2 separate regions of the Mus musculus genome follow, and region 2 is linked to region 1. A link is a contact called in public HiChIP or PLAC-seq data. All regions are on one chromosome and are shown on one strand. Each heading gives the region's core, a stretch centred on a gene start, on an enhancer-like site or on the middle of the called end of the contact. The rest is flanking DNA. Distances are from core to core; before and after follow the strand shown. Region 1 holds the start of Phf3 (PHD finger protein 3). Region 2 holds the start of Bag2 (BCL2-associated athanogene 2).

Region 1 (6,220 bases), core at 652-3,151:
ACTACCCACAGACACAGGCATCAAAGTTTAAAATAAAAGTTGCATAGCCACATAAACAAAATAATTGTAAAGTGTTAAAACACTTATAATACAAGTAACAAAATGACCTATGCGATAACAACACAATACAAATCATTTCAGAGATACACCAGTAACAACATGTCAATTCAAAACACTTGAGTATTAAGGAGTGACTGAAATGTGTCCTAGTAACCAGTGTTGAGGTCTTCAGGCAGCATGATCTGAGTCAATGGCAATCCAGACATTCGAAAAATTCAGTTACTATATAAATTTAAAATACTGGACAAAAATATTAAAAACAAATAGCAAAGACACTGAAAACATATTTCAGGAGTAGTCTAAAGTCATTAGCACAAACCAGTACCACATAAACCTGTGAACTACTCTGGGAAGGAGTCAGGGGTTCTCTTGACTTTGAGATAGGGTCTTAATATGGAACTCAGGCTGGCCATGATCTTAAAATCCTCCTGCCTCAGCTTCCCAAGTGCTGGGATTATGGCCATTCACCATTATACCCAATTCTAAAGACACTTCATTAAAAATACTTGAGCCTGACAGAAAGTTACTCCTTACTCTTTCAGCTGCTTCAACTACAGACTAGAGCACTGCCTTCTAACTGTTCAAAGCACATGAGTGTTTCAATGTCTGAGAAGTCACTTACATAAACTACAGGCTAGGCTCAGACCTGATGGGTTATTTGCCTGGCATGTGCAAGGCCTTGGGTTCAATCTCAAGCAAGTAAACAAATAGGTAAATCCCAGTAGAAAAGGTAAGCCAGGCACACAGTAATCTACTCAGGCAGAAGGGTTGTATGAGCCCAGGAAGTGGAGGCTAGCCTGAGGCAACGCCTGAGACCCAGACAGCCTCATACAAAGAATTTTGTATAAAATAGGCAAATTAGTTTTCATCATTCATTTAACCAAATAGCTTTAAAATTATTCTAAATTATTTTAATTATTTAAAATCATTTACCACATAATGAAGAAGTTAATAAGATACTTTGCAATCTTTCATATCAAATATCCAAAATTTAATGTGCACTTTACAGCACATCTCAACTGAAACTAAATTAATTCACGGTAATATTACACATGGCTAGTAGTTACTGTACAGAACAACATAGTTTTGGGTCTGGCTTTGCAATAGACATACAAAGTATCAAAGTCTCTGTGATTAGAACCAAGAAAACGATGAAAGCTGAAGACGTGTCACCTCAGCTTTCATTCCTCACTCTAGCAGGCCCTGTATGGCACTGTCCCATTTGCCAGACAACCTCTTTTTCCAGCATGAGTCCCAATTTTCACATGTTCTAAAGACATAATTATTAATAGCAACCCCTTTCCTCCTCACAAATATCCCACTCTGATGTGCCAAGTTACCTGGTCACTCTACCTACATCTATAACATCCTTGACAATAACTCTGTACACTGTTTAGAAGAAAATGTAGTTGAAATTCTCTAAACTGATGCCTAGAAAAGAGACTCTAAATTTAAAGGAAAGAACCCTAAATGCACTACACTCATTCTTAAAAAAGAAAAGGAAAAAAGATGCTGCTGAAAAGTCTTTATTTTAAATTGCAGACTTAAAAAAAAAAAAAAAGTAAGAATTACCTGTTGAACAAGGCATCTGGAAATTGGGATCATTGCTATCCAAAACAGGCAAACAGAACTGGTTACTTGCAGATCCTAGCATAGGATCCTTATCGCTGAGCATGTTCTTCAGCGAGTCCTCTAAGACATTTTGACTTGTACTAAAATCCTCACAGACTTCATTCTCCAGGTTGGATCCTAGAAATAGGGCATCATCTAAGTGTTCAGTAGGAATTAAATGATTAAATGTATCAACTATATCCATGAAGACTTCTGTGTGTCTTTCAACCCTATAGAAAGACAAAAAAAATACCATAAGAAATAAAGCTATCAATTGAAAATAATCACCTAATACCAAATTATCTTAATAATTTTGAATCTAAGAACACACTTCTGAATTTGTTGTTCAAAAAAACCCTCACTGTTTTTTAGAACATACATTTGGAAACATGGATCAAATTTTTACTGAATGACCTTTCTTTACCATGCATATAGGATAATATCTTACCAGAAATCCTACTAAATGTCTTACTAAATTTTTTATTTTTAGAATTATATAGTTCATTGTTTTGACATATCTGAAAGAATTGTTTCAACCATAAGACTGTGTTTTAACCATAACATTTTCATAAAGAATAAAACAATGCTTTTACAGTGAGTCCACATAAAATAGCTAAAATTCAATTACTTAAATTATGGTCCACAACTATTAAAAACCATAGAGTAGCCTTGTTTTATTTACAAAGCATTAAAATTATTCACAAATAACACAGAGAGACAATTCCCCCCCCCCCCCCCGTGGAATTAAAGAAATATTAACTAAACCCAAGAAAGCACAAGTTTATATACACATGCACAAAGCTGTGCACACACTTTCTCCATGGGTCTTCTTGTAGGAGAAAACAAGATAAATGACAAGAAAACAATCACATCATATACTGAAATTTATTTTAGTGAGTTATGTGGGACTTACACACATGTCCAATTAGTCTACCAACACACAATTTTACCAACACACAAGCATTCAGTCAAAGTTATTCCAAGGATATTTCAAGGAGCCTCAATTATCAAAAACAATCATTTTTATGAATGATTTTAGATAAAATTAAACCAGTTAGAAAATCACACTGATCACCTACAATATCTTGTGCTCTACATTTTCAAAGCTTTTTACAATAACTCTAAATCTACCAAAACTTTCTTAACCTGGCTTAAAATCTCCCTGCTTAAAAATGAGAGGAATAGAGAAAGTACCCAAGGAGCTAAAGGGATCTTCAACCCTATAGGTGGAACAACATTATGAACTAACCAGTACCCCTGAGCTCTTGACTCTAGCTGCATATGTATCAAAAGATGGCCTAGTCGGCCATCACTGGAAAGAGAGGCCCATTGGACACGCAGACTTTGTGTGCCCCGGTACAGGGGAACGCCAGGGCCAAAGGGGGGGAGTGGGTGGGTAGGGGAGTGGGGGTGGGTGGGTAAGGGGGACTTTTGGTATAGCATTGGAAATGTAAATGAGCTAAATACCTAATAAAAAATGGAAAAAAAAAAATGAGAGGAAAAGCTGGGTGAGATGCTGCACACCTGTAAGCCCGGGAGTCGGCAGGGTCAGGCACCTGAGGCCAGCCTGGCCCACGAGCTAAATTACTGTCTAAAAAAGGGAGGTGCTGTGGAGTTCCCATAGAAAGCTACTGAATACATATTATATGCAATACTTTGGTAAGCATTTCATCTGCATGTGTATAACTTAATCCTCAATGATAAAAAGAATTCGATAATATACTCGTTTAACAAGGAAAATGTAGTTAAATAATTGAAAGGCCTTCCTCAAAGTCATCCAGTTCCATAGTCCATACCTAAATACCTACTCACACTTTATACTGAGCTTAGGCGCTACAAAGACTTGACTCACTGAAGGCTGTTGAAAAACAATTTCTCAGCCAATTAGTGACTGGGGCTGAAGATAAGGACGAAAGACTGAAGAATAAATGCAAAGTTAAAGGAATGACAGAAATGTCCTAAATCTTAATTATTGTAATAGTTTAGAAATAGCCTATCATTCTTCAAATGGAAGAAGACCACGAATTCAGGGCTAGCCTTGGCTACATAAAGATCCTGGCCGGGTGTGGTGGCTCACGCCTTTAATCCTAGGACTCGGGAGGCAGAGGCAGGCGGATTTCTGAGTTCAAGGCCAGCCTGGTCTACAAAGTGAGCTCCAGGACAACCAGGGCTACACAGAGAAATCCTGTCTGGAAACACCCCCCCCCCCCCAAAAAAAAAGATCCTGAAGGCAGCCTGGGTCAATAAGACCCTGTTTTAACAACATATTTCCCATGTCAAAAGTGAGCGATTTGAGAGAGAGAGAGAGAGAGAGAGATACAGAGGAACAGAAGGATTAAGCACACTAAACTCCTTAATTTTCCAGTACGGTTCTTCACTAGACTTCGGAAACACTGTCAAGATCCTATGATCCAACACTAAGAAAGACTGTGTATAATAAATAAGGTTGCGTTTCTTTAACAATATTTTTTCTTTTTTCATCAACTGTTTACTATGCAGCTACCACTCCATGAGACACCTTGGCAGACCAGTCAGATGAGAATCTTTTCAGGCAGAAAACAAAAAGATGCCCATATTTATGGGTCCAAAAACCACAATTTCCATAGAACTATACTAGTACTCTATGGAATATATTTTAAGGGAAATTGATATAAACTAACGAGGCTAACTAACTAAGTGGGTCTTATTAGATTTGCACACAATAAAGAAAAAAATAGCAAAACAGTGGACAGCAAAGCAACACTCAAGCTATGTTGAAAAGAACATTCATCCCAAGTGTAAAAGCTCTTAAGTAGCAGTACCAACTATAACTCATGCTCGGGCTGAAGCGCAGGAAGAGCCTTTAGGGCTTGGCTAAAGCACGCACTGCTCTCGCACGAGTTCCCAGCACCTTGTCCAGCATCTCCAAGGAGATGGTGCTCTCCACGTGCAGCCCAAGACTAACACAAAATTCAAAATGCACATTAAAAAATAATTCCTGCTAATTAGAAAACCAATGTTAACTACCAAATATTAACTAACTTAAAATAGATGCATTAATCTATGTGCAATGTGGACTGACAGCAGAAGAGAAAAAGTACAGTTCTGGAAAGGCCGGTAAAATCTGAGTAAAGTGTGCTTCAGCTAAGAGGCTGCTGTTTGCTCGGAGAGGCACTAATACTACATCTGAAAGCAGTGGCATGCATGCATTAAAGCTATATACAGGGTATGTAGGACTCTCAGCCTGCTTTGCAGCTTGCCTATAAATCTAAAAGTACTCCAAATTAAGACAGCTTGCAAACAAAAGAGAACATTGGAATAGCAAGTAATGTAAAAGAAAGGCAGGTTTTATTAAAAAAAAAAAAGGTATTTTCAGAATCTTTAGTAATTATATAGCTGCTTGATACAAACAAATTTCTGTCTCTTACACCAAGGTTTTACTTAAATACTTCCTTTCATTGGTAATTTAAGCAAAACACACAATTTATCGTCTTTTTAAAATGGCTCATGGAATGCATACTGTTAAATCATCAGTAAGTCGAGATTATACATGCTAAAATCTGAAGTGATTTCTGGGTTCAGAGTCCCAACCATTATTTACAAACAATAAAATACACATAGTTGTCACAGAATTGGATAATCATAATTCAAACCATTCCTTCATTTATTCACTCACTCACACACAAATTTATTACTGACTACAAAGGAAAACCAAGCAATGTCTGCACTCACAGTCCAAGCCAGATTACAGACAAATGTAATAAAATATAAATATCAGCAGACTGTCAATATTGGAGGGCTGCTAATAGGATCCCAGGTGAGGGACTGGAGAAATGGCTCAGCGATTAAGAACTCTAACTGATCTTCTGAAGGTCCTGAGTTCAAATCCCAGCAACCACATGGTGGCTCACGACCATCCGTAATGAGATCTGATGCCCTTCTCTGGTGTGTCTGAAGACAGCTACAGTGTACTTACATATAATAAAAAAAAATCTAAAAAAAAAACAACAACAAAAAAAAAAAAAAACAAAACACAGGATCACAGGTGAACACTCAGGTAGTAAGTAGACAATATCTGACCTGAATTCTGAAAGCTCAGAGGGGAGATCAAGAGAAGAAAAATGCTGCTCATTACCAATAGCTGAGTTCCATTCTACTGAACCACTCAGACTCATAACACAATTAAAATCGTGAGTACTAACGTAGTAAGTAAAATTTACTCTACGCCCAGCGATACTTCCAATTTTAAAATGCTCTGAGGATTAGACTGCAGTTAAATTAAATTACATTAAGTAAAATCAAAATGTTATTTTTTTCTCTGCTTCAGGTATGAAGAGAATAGGTAAAAAAATTACAAAGTATCAAAATAATTACCTTAAAAAACTGACTTTAAGATTTCATTTTAAATGTCTTACTTTTAGCTGGGCCTATTGGCTTTGGCAGGCAGGCAAGCGCTACATAATTTCAAAGTCAAACCCTACCTGAGCTACAGAATACATTTGTGTTCAAGGCCAACCCAGGCAACTCAGTGAGACTGTCTGGAAATACAGGTCAATGGTTGAGTTCTATA
Region 2 (5,409 bases), core at 436-2,935, 2.9 Mb after region 1:
AGCATCGTCCCCATTTTTAAAAAGTCTAATTTTGAATACTGTCATGCTCTGTGGCACTGTCCAGATGGCTTCTAAAAAGGGCCCCTAAGCCTTACCAGGCAGCATCTCTTTCTATTTCTTTGCCCCTTCTGACACACTTACTTCTAAGTGCTCATTACATTTTTAAGGGAGAAACAAGACTTACAGAACTCTGCAGTTACTGGTAAAGGCCTTGAACCATTAAACACAGAAATAAAACCCCTTCAGCGCAACTGTTAATAAGTAACGTAATTTAATCGCTTATGTTTGGTAGTCAGGATTCCTTTGATAGTAATCAGACACTAGAATGTCTATGCAAACTCCAGACTTTCAAGAGGCCCCCAGGAGAAGAGCAAGGACTCGGCACACAGGCTTGATTAAGTAAAGGTTCAGAACAATGACTCAGCTTGAAGAGTCACAACTTCCTGAACCCTTTCAAGAAAAAAAATCGGAGCAGTTGGGAATATACTGTCAAAGGTTAGAGCCTACCTCGCACAAGGAAACATTCTCGCCCCCTTTCACAGCGCAGGTCCCTTTGTCTCCCGGAGTTGGGGGATATAGGGTTCAGGTTTCTTTTGTGGCTACTCCACAGTCAGTGAAAGTTTTCTCACCTTCTGGCTCTTTTCTCCTAATAGTAACAGTAATGAGCGCCTCCCGTGTAACGAACACTGCTTGCATTTTTTTTTTCCTGTGCAGACACACTTCCCTGTGTTTGGTGGCTGCGTGGAGGGAGATTCATCTCCCTCTTATAATTTTGGGTCATAGTGTTCTGCTTACGCAGAACCCGGAGAAAACTAGGGAACAACGTGTGTGTCAGGGCATCTTGATAAGATTTTCATGGAACACCTGCACATGATCAAAACTTGCACAACTTTGAAGACATTAACATTTCCACCAGATACATAAGGCTCACGTGGTTAAAGCCAACCAAGTGTTCACAGCATTCGTTAGTAGTATTCATGAGTTAGAAATTTTACGACAAGGCTGTCCCCGTGTCAGAATCTTAGGGAGAGTGTGACTCCTGCCTTTGGTGTTTTCGGGCCTGCGATTGGCACTTCCAAGGTGTCAGCCGTGTCTTCTAAATGTACAACAAACACGGACAGACTGCAGAGGGCATTGCACGTGGTTGAGAGAATGAAGGATGGTATCCAACTTCGGTGTACCTCGCGCGGTCTCTCATGAGTCCGATTCTCGATGATCCCCAGGAGGGGCCGTCCTGGATACTACCACCCCCCCCTCCCTTACACTTGTATTACTATGAAGTGATCTGGGGCAAAGAAACTTACTCCAGTGTGGGGTGAGGGGGGGGGGGGCACACCAACCTGCTGCCTCCCTCCTGGAAGCAGAAAAGTTAAAGGCAGAGGGGGACCGCGCAGAAGATTCTGGAAGTTCTGCAAGCCGCACTCGCTCGCCAGTCTGCCGGGCCGGGGGAGGGGAGCCCAACCGGAGCGCGCCCCCGCCCGCGCTCGCCCCTGTGCGCGCCCCGCGGCCCTCACCTGAGCTCCAGCTGGTCCAGACTCTCCAGCAGGCGGCTGGAGCGGTCGGCCATGGAAGACGAGCGGCAGAAGCGGCCCTCGTGGGCCTTGGCGCTGATCTTCGCCTGGGCCATGAGCTCCGGGGGTCCTCGGCGTCCGCGGGCAGCAGTGGCGCGAGCCGCACGTCGCCGTCACCACGGGCGCCGCTGACGCGGACGGCACCGCCCCCACCTCCCCGGCTCTCCACCCCCGAGGCCGTGCGGCCAAACAAGGGCAGGCGCGGTCGCAGCCGCGGGCACGCCAGGGTGGGGGACCCTGCCCCGGCGCCCAGGGCCTCGGCCGGTCCTCCCAGCACCCACGGTTCACAGCAAGGACGAAGTGGGTGCAGCCCGTGAGAAGAGGAGACAATCCAGTGCACCCTAGGGCAGTCTCTACTTGTTCGACCTGTCCGGTGACCAGGCAGGCTCGGGAGAGGACAGGGAAAGCCTAGACCACAGGCTCCAAATAAGGAGAAGCCAAGTGGATCCGTGTTGTCTCCCCTTTCCAATGAAAGGATTATTACTATCACACATAACTTGTTTAAACCCTCTGCGAATGATATTCAGTAGGCTTAGATGTCAGAAGCTGCAGAGGTCAGTAGGTCTGAAATACGAAGCCGCATCTTAAAGTTGTGTTTTGTCCTCTCAGTGTACAGGGTACAGAAAATGGGAAACAAAGTACATTTACATCCTTTACCCAGAACTCAAAGCCATTAGATTACTGAACAGAGACAAGCCCCTTAAGTACAGTTTCTAATCCTGTCCCCACCACACCCCGAACACATCTTAATACTAATAAACGGTGGATTATCTTGGCTTCATTAAACACTGTCATCTCACGATACAACCGTGAAATCTGAACATTTTGTGGACATCTTGAAAGTCTGAACTTGGGCAGGTCTCAGGTCTAATGCTCCTCTGGAGGCTGACAAGTTGTGTAACGTGGGCCAGGGTGGATTCAAGGCTAGGCTGGGTAGCTTCAGCAAGTGTCAAAGGAAAAATAAAAGTGGCCGCAGACATAGCTCTGTTAGGTTGGCAACGAGGCCAGGCAGATGTGGTGGTTTGAATGAGATGCCATCTGTGCTCTCTAGCACTTGAACACTGGGGAGGCCTGGGTGTGGCCTTGCTGAAGGAAGTGTATCACTCCCCGTGGGCAGGTTTCAGAAGACCAAGCTATTCCCAGTGTCTCTCTGCCTCTGCTTGGGTTTGAGATCTGAGTGCTCAGGACATGTCTCTGCAGCCATCATAGACTCAGACCCTCTGTATCTAAGTCCAATTAAATGCTTTCTTTTACAAGTTGTCTTGGTGGAGGTGTTTTATCACAGCAGTAGGAAAGTAACTAAAATGGCAGGGATCTTCATATGTTTGTTTAAATGTCTCCACACGTTGAACACGCACAGAGGCATCTCCAGTCTAAGTTACTACGGATATGCTCCTGTCTAATGACACGCCTATGCTCTTTTCCTTATATAAATTATGACTTTAAACTGAGCATGCTTTGGAATAGGCATGTTCCTTCATGAATATGTACAGGATTCCTGAAAGAAAAAAAAAAAAAATCCCTCAGTGCTACCTGAGCTTGTGGAGAGCTTTGCTTTGGTAATGGCTCTGGAACTCTTCCTGCCTGGTGCAGGTTGCAAATCTTTGTCTTTTGCATCCTGGCGGTGCCTAGTTTGGCTTCACAATCAGCAAAACAGGTAATCTTTAGTCACCTAGCCTAGAATCACCCTGGGCTCTTTCACTCTTGTATCCTAGATACAATCCATGAATAGGTACCAGTTCTACCTTCAGAATCCTCCTTGATCCCACCGACTCGTCCTTACCTGGATGACTGCAGAGCCCCGTGTGCTCTCTCACATGTGTCTTAAAGAGCCTCTCCCATCAACACAGCATTCAAGCACAGTAGGCTGTACCATAAGCTCTCCCAAACCTCCAGTGGCTCATCAGGGTAAACAAGGCAGCATCTCTCAAAGTCAGGGGCCATCTTGTAAGCTTTTCACATGGCTCTTTCGACTCTTTGCTTAAGCTCATTTACCAGTGAAAATTTCCCTGGATGTTAAACATGTCTTCTGAGTTGAGCCCAGTGGTGGCTATCTGTAATTCCAGCAAGCTGGAGGCTAACCTAGGCTGCACAGCAAGATGCTGCCCCAGATTTGATGATCCCCAGAGCTGCAGTAAGCTCAGTCCCAACCCTGTACATTACCCTCCCTTCTTCAGTCGGCACGTCACCCAACAGATATGGAATGTTTTTGGTTTTTCTGGTTTTGTTTGTTTTCTGAGACAGGGTTTCTCTGTGTAGCCCTGGCTGTCCTGGAACTCACTCTATAGACCAGACTGGCCTGGAACTCAGAAATCTGCCTGCCTCTGCCTCCCGAGTGCTGGGATTAAAGGCGTGTGCCACCACTGCCCGGCCAATAGTTTTATCTGCTTACTTATTGTCTAATACTGTCCATATAGCCCACTCTCCATGTCAGAGCAGTAGAGCAATAGAGCAGGAGCGCTCAAGATCACGGTCACATCTCAGGTACTTCAAGCAATTGCTCTCACATGGTAGATTCACAATAACTTGCGAAAAGATGAATTAATAATGGAATGAAAATATCAATATTACAAATATACTTGTGATAGTAATGTACAACTTTGCTATTAATGACTCCTGTTTAAATTACAAAGCAGTTTTCTAACATTTTACGTGACTTAGTGAGAGAAAAGCAGTTAGTGATGATGACATGGCCTCTTCTTAGTAGTCTCTCAAATACCCTTGCCAAACCACGGTGTTCAGCTCAAAATGATGTGCGTGCTGTGCAGCCGCTGAGCCACATTCTTAACCCTGAAGCTCCCTCAGAGACGGTCGCTACACACTGTGCTTAGATGAGCTCCACGTCTTTCAGGGAAGCCCATTTTGCTATTTAGCAAACTCCTGCAAGTGTCTTTAAGGTCTGAGGAGCACCTTTAATGGCCTTGCTTGACACCTTAACATAAAATGTCAAAGCAGCTAGGGATGCACAGTGACAACAACTTAAAAACAAAAACAGGGGCCTGGAGAGATGGCTCGGCGGTTAGGAGCACTGACTGTTCTTCCAGAGGTCCTGAGTTCAATTCCCAGCAACTGACATGGTGGCTCACAACCATCTGTAATGGGATCCAATGCCCTCTTCTGGTGTGTGTGAAGACAGCGACAGTGTACCCATATACATGAAATAAAGTAAGAAAACAAAAACAGAAGAAAAATAAACTACAGTCTGGTTGATTTTGCAATATGAATAACAAACTCTCAAGTTATAACATCTACTAAAAAATCTACGTAGGGCTACTCAGAAAGCACAAGAGGATGGCGATGTCACAGACCATCCAAGGAGCTCGCTTGCTCCTCCAGGAGAGCCTGAAGAAGGAACGTGAAAGACCAGACGTTCCATTTCAGACTAAATTATCCAGTGCTGCAGAGGAAAGAGAAAATTCAAGCCACATCTTTCTGTTTTAGCAAAAACAATAAGCTTGATATTTAGAAATTTGGTACGTTGTCCTCCTGCCTCAGACTGAGTACTGGAATCACAGGCATGCCCAGCTAGAGAAATGTATTTAATATTGCCAAATTATGTCTCAAGTATCTTATATGACATTTCTGCCCAAATATCATGAAACACACACTTCAAGGCAATGAGGCGCTGCTTCTTCCGCTGGTAAGGTTCTTACTCCCAATGAGGCGCCGACCCTTAAGAACTACATATGCCATCCCAGATCAACTCAGTGAAGAACTAGACAGCCCACATGAAGCTGAAGTTGTAAGGAGTTAAGAACTATTCCTGAATAGACTAGACTTTAACACTATTTCTTTAGAAGTATATTTATATAAAAAAATTTATATTAAAATAAGTTTA

The links. HiChIP or PLAC-seq counts read pairs in DNA pulled down with a chosen protein or histone mark.
Region 2: a contact with region 1 is called in an H3K27ac HiChIP or PLAC-seq map of trophoblast stem cells, with 20 times the contacts expected there. The contact joins the promoter of Bag2 here to the promoter of Phf3 in region 1. A contact is called at or near these places in 8 of 39 promoter capture datasets (the C10 cell line, cranial neural crest, hippocampal neurons and 4 more), 6 of 115 datasets of contacts at active chromatin or transcription factors (embryonic stem cells, epiblast stem cells, pro-B cells and 3 more) and 1 of 9 other capture datasets (adipose tissue).

Annotation. Positions count from the first base shown.
Region 1 is chr1:30,861,355-30,867,574 of GRCm38.p6, forward strand. It overlaps Phf3 (PHD finger protein 3), which reads right to left and starts at 1,902. Exons shown (of 15, transcript NM_001081080.1): 1 at 1,633-1,902. The coding sequence starts at 1,876.
Region 2 is chr1:33,756,065-33,761,473 of GRCm38.p6, forward strand. Bag2 (BCL2-associated athanogene 2) reads right to left here and starts at 1,686. Exons shown (of 3, transcript NM_145392.2): 1 at 1,515-1,686. The coding sequence starts at 1,627.